Regions from separate parts of the Sus scrofa genome. Here region 1 is linked to region 2. Evidence: chromatin contacts called from public Hi-C data. All regions are on one chromosome and are shown on one strand. Each heading gives the region's core, a stretch centred on a gene start, on an enhancer-like site or on the middle of the called end of the contact. The rest is flanking DNA. Distances are from core to core; before and after follow the strand shown.

Region 1 (5,150 bases), core at 1,811-4,310, 1.0 Mb after region 2:
GGCTCCCCTTCTTGTCTCACAGGCCCATGACCACTGCTGTTGGCCCAGACTGCCCTCTATGGCATCTGGACATGACCATGGCACTCTTCTCCTAAAGATATCAGCTGCTGCCCCTAAGCTACAAGCGCACTCCTCAGCATGACATGCGAAGTCCTCTGAGGCCTGGGCTCCTCCGCCTCTCTGCACTCTCTGCTCCAACCACGCTGGGACCCAATGTGAGCCGTGGTCCCAATACACCTAGTTCTCCAGCTCCTTTGGTCTTCTTCATGCTCTTCCTTCTGCATGGGACAGTATGGCCCAGTTTGGCACTGGCAAAGTCGTCTCCATTTTCTTAGAACCAGCTCAGGCATAAATCGCCTTGAGCAGCCTCCCCAGGTCTGGGTCAGTCACCCTGTTGGTTGACCTGTGCCCATTCTGAGGCCATGGATGCTGAGAAAGGCAAAGTCACAGCCAAAGTGTGTGGCTAGAGGAAGCAGAGCCAGAGCAAAGGCCCAAATTAAAGTCACAACATAGGAAACATGTATTTATCACTAAATGTTTTCCTTGAAACATTTTACACAGTACCTTCCATGAGCCAAGCACACTTCCAAGTACCTTAATAGCCTAACTCACTGAATGTGTACAACCACTGGATGAAGCTAGTCTACTGTTATCCCATTTCACGTATGGGGAAAACTGAGGCCCAGGGAGGTCAAGTAACGCTTCCAAAGTGACAGAGTTAGTAAATGACAGAGCTCTTGTGAAGGGGAAGGTGGTTCCAGAAATAGGTGAAAAACTTCATTTCGGAAGCAGAAATAATCAAAATCAGGGTATTCAGCAGGGTGAGGGATGGGGCAGACAGGCAACTTGGCTATTCCCCTAGACAGTCATTCAGTTAAAAAATGTTGTGCATCTGCGCCTGGCTTTGTATTACGTTCTAGAGTTTCAGTGGTAAACCGGTTCAGTTCCTGGCCTTATGGTGCTTATAATGCAGTCAAGGAAATAGGCAAATAATCACGCAAATAGGCAAATGAGTATACATTATGGAAAGTGTATACTCATCTAAGAAGTATCACGGGTGGAAAAGTGACATTCATGCTGAGACAAGAGACAAGATAGATGGGCTGCCCAAATGAAGGATGGATGGGCAAGAGCTCCAGACAGAGGGGGAGGCACATGCAAAGTTCCTGCTGCGTGAAGGAGTCTGGACGTTCAAGGACCTGGAAGAAGGCCAGTGGGACAGAGGGGCAAGAAATGAAGCTGGCGAGGCAGGCACAGGCCAGATCATTCAGGACTCTGGGGGCAGAGCATGTGGGAAGAAGACTAATAGGGGGCTGGAAAAGGAAGTCAGAGACAAGTTTTGAATGTCATGCTTAAAAGGGGTACTTCATCTTTGATGCACAAGATGCCTCAGTATCTCGGGAGCCAAGACAGAGCCTTGAGCGTGTCACTTTAGAGATGAGAAATAAAAACAGCCCAGACAGTATAGGTTTGGTGGGGTGGGTATGGGGAGATGTGCAACGTTCAGAAGGTGGGCCAAATGGCCAGCCAAAAGGTTCCAGCCTGGAAAGAGTTAACCCCTTCCTGCCCTTGATATCTTCATCAACCTCAGCACCCTGCAAAATAATAAGCTATCATTTATCAGCGTTCTGCAAGGTAGCATTTAAAACTGAGGCAAGGCAATAAATCAGGCACATATAATTTGAGCCCTGAAGTATAGTAATTTTTCTTTTAATGCAACATCTGGTACAGATAATACAATGTGCGGGGGGGAGGGAGGAAGGGAGCCAGGAATGCGAGGCAGGGCTCTCATTATTGGGCAGGCAGTGCTGGAAGCCTGATTTCCCTCCCATCCTTCCAGCAATGCCGTGGACTTTAAAAAGGAGCCTTATTATTATTCCCTCGGCTGGCCAAAGGGAAATCGAGTTAATTATAGACTTGTTTGCCGGTTATTAATTAAACCCCGGCTAAACATAAAAACACAGGGGAAGTGCCACTTCCCGCTCCGTGCTTCCAGCCTCTCAGAGCTGAGGAGTGACGTCCCTGCCTTCGCAGTCCGATCCGTGTCCTGTTTCCTCTGCGGATTTTCTCAGGAGGGTCCCAGGGCCTTTGCCCTGCATGCAAACAAAACCTTATTTTTAGCTAAGAAGGAACACAAAATTGAAAGCTCTGGAACAGCAGGCAGACAATAGGAGGAAGCTTGCAGACACTGACTGGTCATGACACCCAGGGTTTGGGGCAGCCACACCCACCTGCATCCTGCAGTTCCCAGGCTCACCAGCATCCCTGGTCCTTGGTCGGATGCTCCAGCTTCTCCTGCACACTTGCTATGGGGCAGCTCTATGTGGTGACTAGAAGAACAGGCTTTGTGGCATAAAACCAGAGCTCCAAACTTGCCTCCGCTCACTAGCTCCTTGACCTTGAGCCCTCTCTAAAATGGAAATGCTAACAGCACCCCTTCCCAGGCGTGCTGTGAACTTTAGATGCCATGAAATTTGTCAAGCACTCAGCAGGTGCCTGGCACATGGTTGCTAAGATACATAGTTTCCTTTCCCTCACTCTTCCAGGATGACAGCTTTCATCCCTGGATCTTCCACAAAAATGTCAAATACTAGAAAGCCATGTGACCTTGACATCCCTCAAAACCTTTCTAAGCCTCAATTTTCTCATCTTCAAAATGGGAGCAAGGACAGTGTTTACCAGGGAGGATCCCTGGAAGCATTAAATTAGATAATGGGAGCAACCGAGTGCCTGGCTCTCACCAGATGCTTAGTATATGTTAGTGATGAAATTATCTGAAAACAATCCTATGAATAATTACAGATTAGATTCTCATACCACTATCTGTGGCATAAAAAAGAAGGTGATTGATCAAAGGGAATCACACCAAACTGGTCACATTTCCTACAGGAGCTAAGAAGCTGAATTACCAGATCAAGAGCATTCCACGAACAGTGTTCCAAGTCATCATAAGAGAATTTGCTAGATTCCTTGGCAAAATTTAGCTGGACCATCAACCTAGCCTCCTCAGAATCGTCCAGTGGGCCATGGAGAGCTGTGGCCATCGCTGTCTGATTAGCCTTAACCATGCTATTCCTTGGATGGGAATAGCCAGGCAGAGAGCCCACTGACCACCAGTGATTTCCTTCAAACCAAGATTTCTCAATGCTGCTAGTCACATAGAAAAAAACAGAAAGCATTCCAGTGAAATCTGCCAATGAAACAAAACTTGAGGGAATGATTCATGTGACTTTCAGGCTCCATGTGCCATGGTCTTTGCACTTCTCTGTACTCCCGGCCAAACCAGGGACTGTTGAGTCAGCATGACATCTTCCCAACCCCCACCCACTAGAGCAGGTGTGGGCAACCTGCCCTGGCACTGGCTTTGTGAGCTGGGTTCACAGATATTCATTAGCATACAGCTGAATTCAAACAATGTCTACTTCTCATATTTTTTTATCATTTTAAATGTGTCATTTCCCTTTTCCACCCACCTCCTAGCTGCAATCCTTACACTCAGATTTAAGTTCTAGTTCTGCAGCTAAGATCTCGAGAATATAAATGCTGGAGAGAGCGTGCTAAACCAGACCTATGAACTCTCTGCAGGAGAGAGAGGTGATAAACCCATGATTCCACAAATAGTTGTTTATGTATAATTTTGCTAAGCTGCGAATGCCAAAAGATCAAGTAATAGAGGGAGCAGAGCTGGTGTCTTCCTTGATCTCCTAAAAGCCTTCATGGGTAGCGCACAAGTCATTATGCCCATTTTAAAGATGAAACCAGAGCCAGAGAGCTCATGGGATAGAGCGTGGAGCTGCTGTCAAAGAAAGGAAGAGAAAGGGAAAAGCAGGAGGGAGGGTAAAATATCTGTCAATTTGTAAAGTGCTCTACATGTGAAAAAATGATAACCATCACCCCTGTACTCTGGGAAACCAAGCTTGAAATTGCATCAGAAATGCTAAAAAGAGAAAAATAGCTTACATCAGAGTTTCCACATTTCTTTCCTTTTTCTAGCCCTGGGATGGGATCTCAGAAGAGGGTGTCTCAAGGTAGATGCCTATACCTATATTCCAGCACCTGCCAAATAAAATTCTTCATATATCAGCTGTCATAACTTGGAAAAACCATTCAACCTCTCGAACTATTCACCTCGTCTGCAAGCAGCAGATGATAATATCTACCCCACGGGATTACTGTCCACATTAAATGAAACAGCATATCTACAGCTTGATATATAGTAAGTGCTTCTAAGCAAGCGCTCTCCTTGGCTTCCCTTCCCTTCCTTTCTCTATGGAGAGGTCTTCATTGCACAAGAAGATGAATCAGCATTCTAGAACCCTTGCAGGAGGCTTCTGTCAGAGGCATGCCCTACCCTTGTCAATATGTGGCTTTGGTCTTGGCTCCAGGAACTTAGAATGTAAAAGACATGTAACTGGTACCCTCTCACTTCTAATTTCCCACTGGCTGTTCATTCTTTACCAACTGCATGAAGGGCAGAGGGGTTCTGAGCGAAAGGAAGTGTATGTGTATATATGGGGGGGGGGGTGTTTGTGTGTGGTGGGAGGAGAATGTAGAATGGGAAGCTTCCATGGTTTTCATTTATGGCTCTGAAAGCTTGTGAATAATTCAGTAAGAGAATTATTTCTTCTTTTTCTCTAAGTGTCGAGAAATGCATTTGCATTTCTTTTTTTATTTTACTTTTATTTTTGAGAAAATATTTTTATTATTATTTTTTAACAGTTATTTCCCCAATACAGTTTTTTCTTACTGTACAGCATGGTGACGCAGTTACACATACATGTACACATTCTTTTTTCTCACATTATCATGCTCCATCATAAGTGACTACACATAGTTCCCAGGGCTACCAGCAGGATCTCATTGCTAATCCATTCCAAAGGCAATAGTTTGTATCCATTAACCCTGAGTTCCCTGACCACCCCACTCCCTCTCCCTCCCCCTTGGCAACCACAAGTCTATTTTCCAAGTCCATGATTTTTTGGGGAGGCCATTGGAGGTAGAGCTTGACTATTGCATTCCAAAGGCTTAAAAAGCCAACACCTACAGAACTGCTACACATCCATGCCACCTCATGCCAAACTGGTTGTAGAGTTTACACAAAGAGAAACTTCACTTCCCCTGAAAAGCTGTCACGCTTCTTTGAGCTGAAG
Region 2 (5,105 bases), core at 2,062-4,561:
TGGGTTAAGGATCTGGTGTTGCTGTGGCTGTGGTGTAGGCCAGCAGCTACAGCTCCAATTAGACCCTAGCCTGGGAACTTCCTTATGCCATGGGTGTGGCTCTAAAAAGATTTTTAAAAAAGCAAACCAAAAAACCCAAGGACAACCAATCAACAACAAATAGCCAATTAGAGTTTCTCCAGTTAGGCAACCACTTAATTTATAGCCAATCAAATAATTTCCTTACTTTGCTTCCACATCTTCTCTATAAAAAGTCTTGTTTCTAACTTCTGTCCGTGGCACACTCCTAACCACTACAGGTTGGTGCTGCCAGATAAGAGTTGATTTTTGCTCAAATAAGCTCTTGTATTTTTTAATATGCCTCAGCTTATCTTTTAACACAACCAAATAACACATCCCAGCAGACAATGCAGAAGATATGAGAATCCACTTAATGCTAAGTGATTTTTTTTGATTTAAAATGTTATTTAGATTCACATGCAATGGGTTTATTATCGTTATTTTAAAGAGCTAATAAATGTTTTGAAACGTTCTCAACTTCAATTAGTATATTTTTTTGGTGGCCGCACCCTTAGCATGTGGATGTTACAGGGCCAAGGATCGAACCCAAGCCACAGCGATAGTAACACCAAATCCTTAACTGCCGGGCCACCTGGGAACTCCCTCAATTTTAATTTCTAACACGGTAAATTTCACTAGATCTGACTTACATAAATGAAAGCTTTGTGGGTGTCCTTGATCACTTTTAAGAGCATAAAGAAGCTACAGTTCAAATCTTGATTCTGACATTTACCCATTGTGCTATTCTGGGCAAATTACTTCTTTGTGTCTCCTTTTCTCCTCTCCCTCCACATAAATACAATCTTACACTACCCCATAAAGGTGGGTTGTGAGGATTAAATGAAGCATACCATGAAATGATTAGAAGGGCTCCTGGCCTAGGACAAGGACTATGTAAGTATAATATTAATAATAGTGGCTGTAACAGCATTATAGTGTGATGATCTGTTTTCCTGCCAGTTGTCTCCACCAGGCTATGAGCCCGCACCGCCCAGAGTGGGGTATGCCTCTAATTTATCCCTATATCCTAGCACAAAGCTCAGTATCCATGAGGTCATCATAAAGTTTGTACGTTTGTCGTGTGAATGCATGAAAAGATGGGAGAAGGCAGGGCAGATCCCAGCTGATAGACAACCAAATTCATGAACCAGAAGGCTCAGCCCAAAGAGGGAGGAGTGAGACGTGAACAGCCTCTGGCTTGAGGTGGGAAGCAGGTAGGGATGAGAGAGGAGGGTCCCGGGTGTTAGCAGCCAGTTCTGGTGGGAGAGCCTTCCACCAGCTGGCCAGTGGGAATAGTGTGAAGATACAGGGAGGAGACCGGCCCCACCTGCTGATGGGGCTGGGTAACACAGCTGCCTGATTCCACCTGGATCGCAATAGACTGGCTAACTGTGGGTCTTTCCTGGGTTGCCGCCGCGTGGGGTTGGTGAGATCGGGGCTCGAAGGATGAAGCCTGGAGCATTAAATCTGAGTCTCTCCTAATTTTTCAAACCTACATTTTACGTGATGAGGTACGTGTCGGACCATCTTGTCTTTGTGAATTGTTATTCTGAGGTATTTTTGGATATCCTGGAAGGAAGGGAAAAATGTCATTCAGTGTGTACTCCATGCCAGGCGCTGTAGTTATGCTTCCTAGTGTATTGCTCACAACTGCCTCCCGAGGAGGGTGCTGGTCTCACCCTTTTGGATACAAGGAAACTGAGGCTCAAGGAATGTAAGTCATGTCTCCACCGTCGCACTGCTAATTAGCGGGCTAGCTGGAATCTGAACCCAAGTCTGTATGAAGACCCTGTCCATAGCCTTTAAAAACAAATTGTATTGTATTTTTTATTACTTAAGTCATGCATAGTCATTGTCCAAAAGTGAGAAAGTACTGATAGGTGAAAGATAAAAATTACCCATAAATTTTTACCATTCAAATAACAGTTTTTATCACATTGCTATGTCATTTCAGACTTTTCCCCCATGTATATATTTGTAAACTGCTTTTCTATTTAACAATATATGATGAATATCAGTCTATAGCTGTGTTTCTGTATCATTTAAAAAGACCACATAGTATTTCATTATATGAATGTGTCATTTATTTAATCAATCATTTGTTGTTAAATGTTTAGCTTATATCTAGTTTTTTACTGCTTAAAAAATGTGTTAAAAAATCCCATGATAAATATTCTTGCAGCTTAAACTTTGTGTATATCTTTACTTACTTAGGATCAATTCCTAGAAATGGAATTGATGATTTAGAGTGCATTTGGGGAGTTCCTGCTGTGGTACAGTGGGTTAATGACCTGGCCGTATCTCTGAGGTGACATGGGTTTGATCCCCAGCCCAATGCAATGGATTAAGGATCTGGTGTTGCTACAGCTGGGGTGTAGGTTGCAGCTGCAGCTGGGATTTGATCCCTAGCCCAGGAACTTCCATCTGCCATGGGTGCAACTAAAACAGAAAAAAGAAGTGCATTTGGGTTTTCAAGATATTTCAGTGTACTCCCTTGCCAAATTATCCTCCAGGAAAGCCGTAAAAATTCAAATTCCCACCAGCAGTGAGTGAACCTTCCCGTTTCCCTGTTCCCTCAAGGAGTGAATAAAAAGATCTTTACCCAACACAAAATACCATATTCTTTCAATTCCCCCTTCTTGCTTCTTGATTTAGTTCAAGTGATGCTCTGTATTATAAAGTTTTAATAAGTTAGTTACCCAAGAATACAGTCTGAGTGGGGCGGGGTCACAGTGACCAGAGAGCTGAGTGGGAGGGGGACGTATGGGTCTGAGTTTGGTTAGGCAGTGGGATGGGTTGGTTGGAGAGGACCTGGGTAATTATTCTCACCCACAGGGTGTTGGCTGGTGGTTAGTGTCTGGCCCAGCTGGGGAAGGGTGAGTCTTGCCCAGGGGTGCTTGCTCCCCAGGGAGTGTGGTGGGCAGTCCAGATAACAGAGCAGGTCACAAAAGTCCACCCAGACAAAGGAGGTCTATGGGCAGACAGACAGTAGGGAGTACAGACATGCCCTCCTGGGGCTGGCACCTTTAGGATCAGCAGGGAGAAGCAGAGTTTCAAGCTAGGAAAGAGTGGTCATTGGTATGACCTACCCAATGAGCCCAAATGGCCTGGCTGCCAAAGGGTCCCACCCATTTGTCATCCACCCCTTTGGTGAATTCTCCATGATCCTGTGGGCTTTTAGGCTTGGGCATCTATTGTGTGAGGTCTCCCGCAGCACATCTGTGACTCAGGGGAGACTCTGCTCATGAGATTGAAGGAATTTATTATGTAACTTGCTACATCACGTTTGCAGGGGTGGAATGCTCCTTTTGGCAATAACAAGCTCCTGCTTTTGCTGAAAGCAGACCTAGTGGGAAAACCCACTCCTGCATGCAAAGTTGTGTGATAAACCTGAAATATGAATGAGGAAAAATAGATACATGAACTGTCTAATGACATCCGGATAAGACCTCAATTATTTATCATATAGCAGGGCCAGTGCTGCCCATGGGGCTGTAGATACTACAAATTGTTTGGCTCAATCTTCTCCATAGGTAGCGTCCCTTGGTTTGACTTTTGACCTTCTCTCTCGCTCTTTTTTTTTTTTTTTTTTTCAATTAATAAGGTTGGCTGGCTCCCCTGTGTCTCCCAGTATGACTCAGCTTCCTTTGGAAGTCATGGGGGTTTTCGGCCTCTCCTGCCTGGGAGCCCATGTACGTCCTTTAGGTGACGGTGCATATTTCCGTTCTGACCCACTGATTGGGCCACTGTGCTCATCTCCTGCCCAGCTGAAGGCCTTGGGGTTGACCCTAGGCCTTTGGGCTCTAGGATGAGGTCTGATAAGAGCAATGACCTGGTGCTGGAGCACCCTGGGGATTGTGCAGGAAACTTCAGCAGAGGGCAGGCACAGGGTCAGATAGGGCACCTGCTGAGCTGTGACCTGCCAGGAGCACCTTCCCTGGAATTGGGGGCTGCCCTCCAAGTGGGCTCAGCAGGCTGGCCTACTTGCTCCCCCAAGCCCCAGCTGACCACACCAGGCTTCCTCGATGACTAAATCACCTACCTCAGTGTGGGAGAGGAGAAGTGGTCCCACTGTGGGAATGAGAGGGCTTTAAAGGCAGAGACCTCATAAAAGTGAGGCTCATTAGCCAAGCAGTGCCTCAACTTGGCCTGTCTACACTTGCCCTACTACACTGAGGTTCAGCACTTAAGCCAAGTAGGGACCTGGCTGTGTGCTGTCAATTATTTATTTACCCATCCTCTACCTTGCTATAGAGCACACAAAGGCAGCTCACTTACAGAGATACACTCAAGATAACAAGATAAAGTACATCTCAAGTGAAACAGTGCAGCAAAGAAAAGATCCAGGTAGGAAAGGAGAAGGGATCAGTGGCAGGTAAGCGCACGTATCACAGATGTTGCCAGGTCCTTTATACATGCACCTGGGGAGCCACAGCCTTGGGTCAGGGTTTCTAGTAATCAAGGGAAAAGGGGGCATACCAACCCTATTCTTCAAAGCCTGGCCCCAATGTCTCACCTCCTCTATGAAGTCTTTATTGAATATATATGGGGTGAGACCCATTCTTTTGGATGTTAACATAACTCCTCTCAAAACTTGAGTTCACTCAAAGCAAAGACCACATATGTGTCTCATTTCACTTTGGGAAGTCTGAGAATTGGGATATGTGATTTGGGAATCAGAACTGGGTTCCATCTGGGTTCTGAACATGAGCTGTGTGACCTTGGTAAGCTGTTGGACCTCTCTGAGCTTTAGGAGGTTGCTGAGAAGATTAAAGGGGGGGGGTGTTTTGGTTCTGATTTTTATGGATGAAGAACCCAGCTCTTGGAAAAGCATTCCTTTCCTAGTTCTCTACTAGCTGTATATGTGGCAGATTCATGTTTTTCCTGATTGCATTGACTCTAGGCAAAAGAGGCTCAGAAAATTTCAACCACGTGTCGGAAATCCTATAGCCAGTTGCAAGGACTTAAACCTGGATCTTTTTCATAGTTCTTGCTCTTTCTATGATATACACTGTCTCTCCCTAACACCCTCACTTCAGCTGTCT

What was found. A called contact is a pair of places that touch in the nucleus more often than the background predicts.
Region 1: a Hi-C map of embryonic fibroblasts shows a contact between it and region 2, with 1.8 times the contacts expected there. The contact joins two enhancer-like sites. A contact is called at or near these places in 6 of 47 Hi-C or Micro-C datasets (embryonic fibroblasts, mesenteric adipose tissue, retroperitoneal adipose tissue and 2 more) and 1 of 2 datasets of contacts at active chromatin or transcription factors (skeletal muscle).

Annotation. Positions count from the first base shown.
Region 1 is chr6:156,981,126-156,986,275 of Sscrofa11.1, forward strand. No RefSeq gene overlaps it. Among named protein-coding and RNA genes, the nearest start is that of USP24, 240 kb to the right of the region's middle. Within about 2 kb of position 3,061, at least 16 of the 83 cell types and tissues checked have an H3K27ac peak or open chromatin away from gene starts, as enhancers often do. A contact at or near this core is called in embryonic fibroblasts, where this site is marked.
Region 2 is chr6:155,972,695-155,977,799 of Sscrofa11.1, forward strand. No RefSeq gene overlaps it. Among named protein-coding and RNA genes, the nearest start is that of PLPP3, 170 kb to the left of the region's middle. Within about 2 kb of position 3,312, at least 9 of the 83 cell types and tissues checked have an H3K27ac peak or open chromatin away from gene starts, as enhancers often do. A contact at or near this core is called in embryonic fibroblasts, where this site is marked.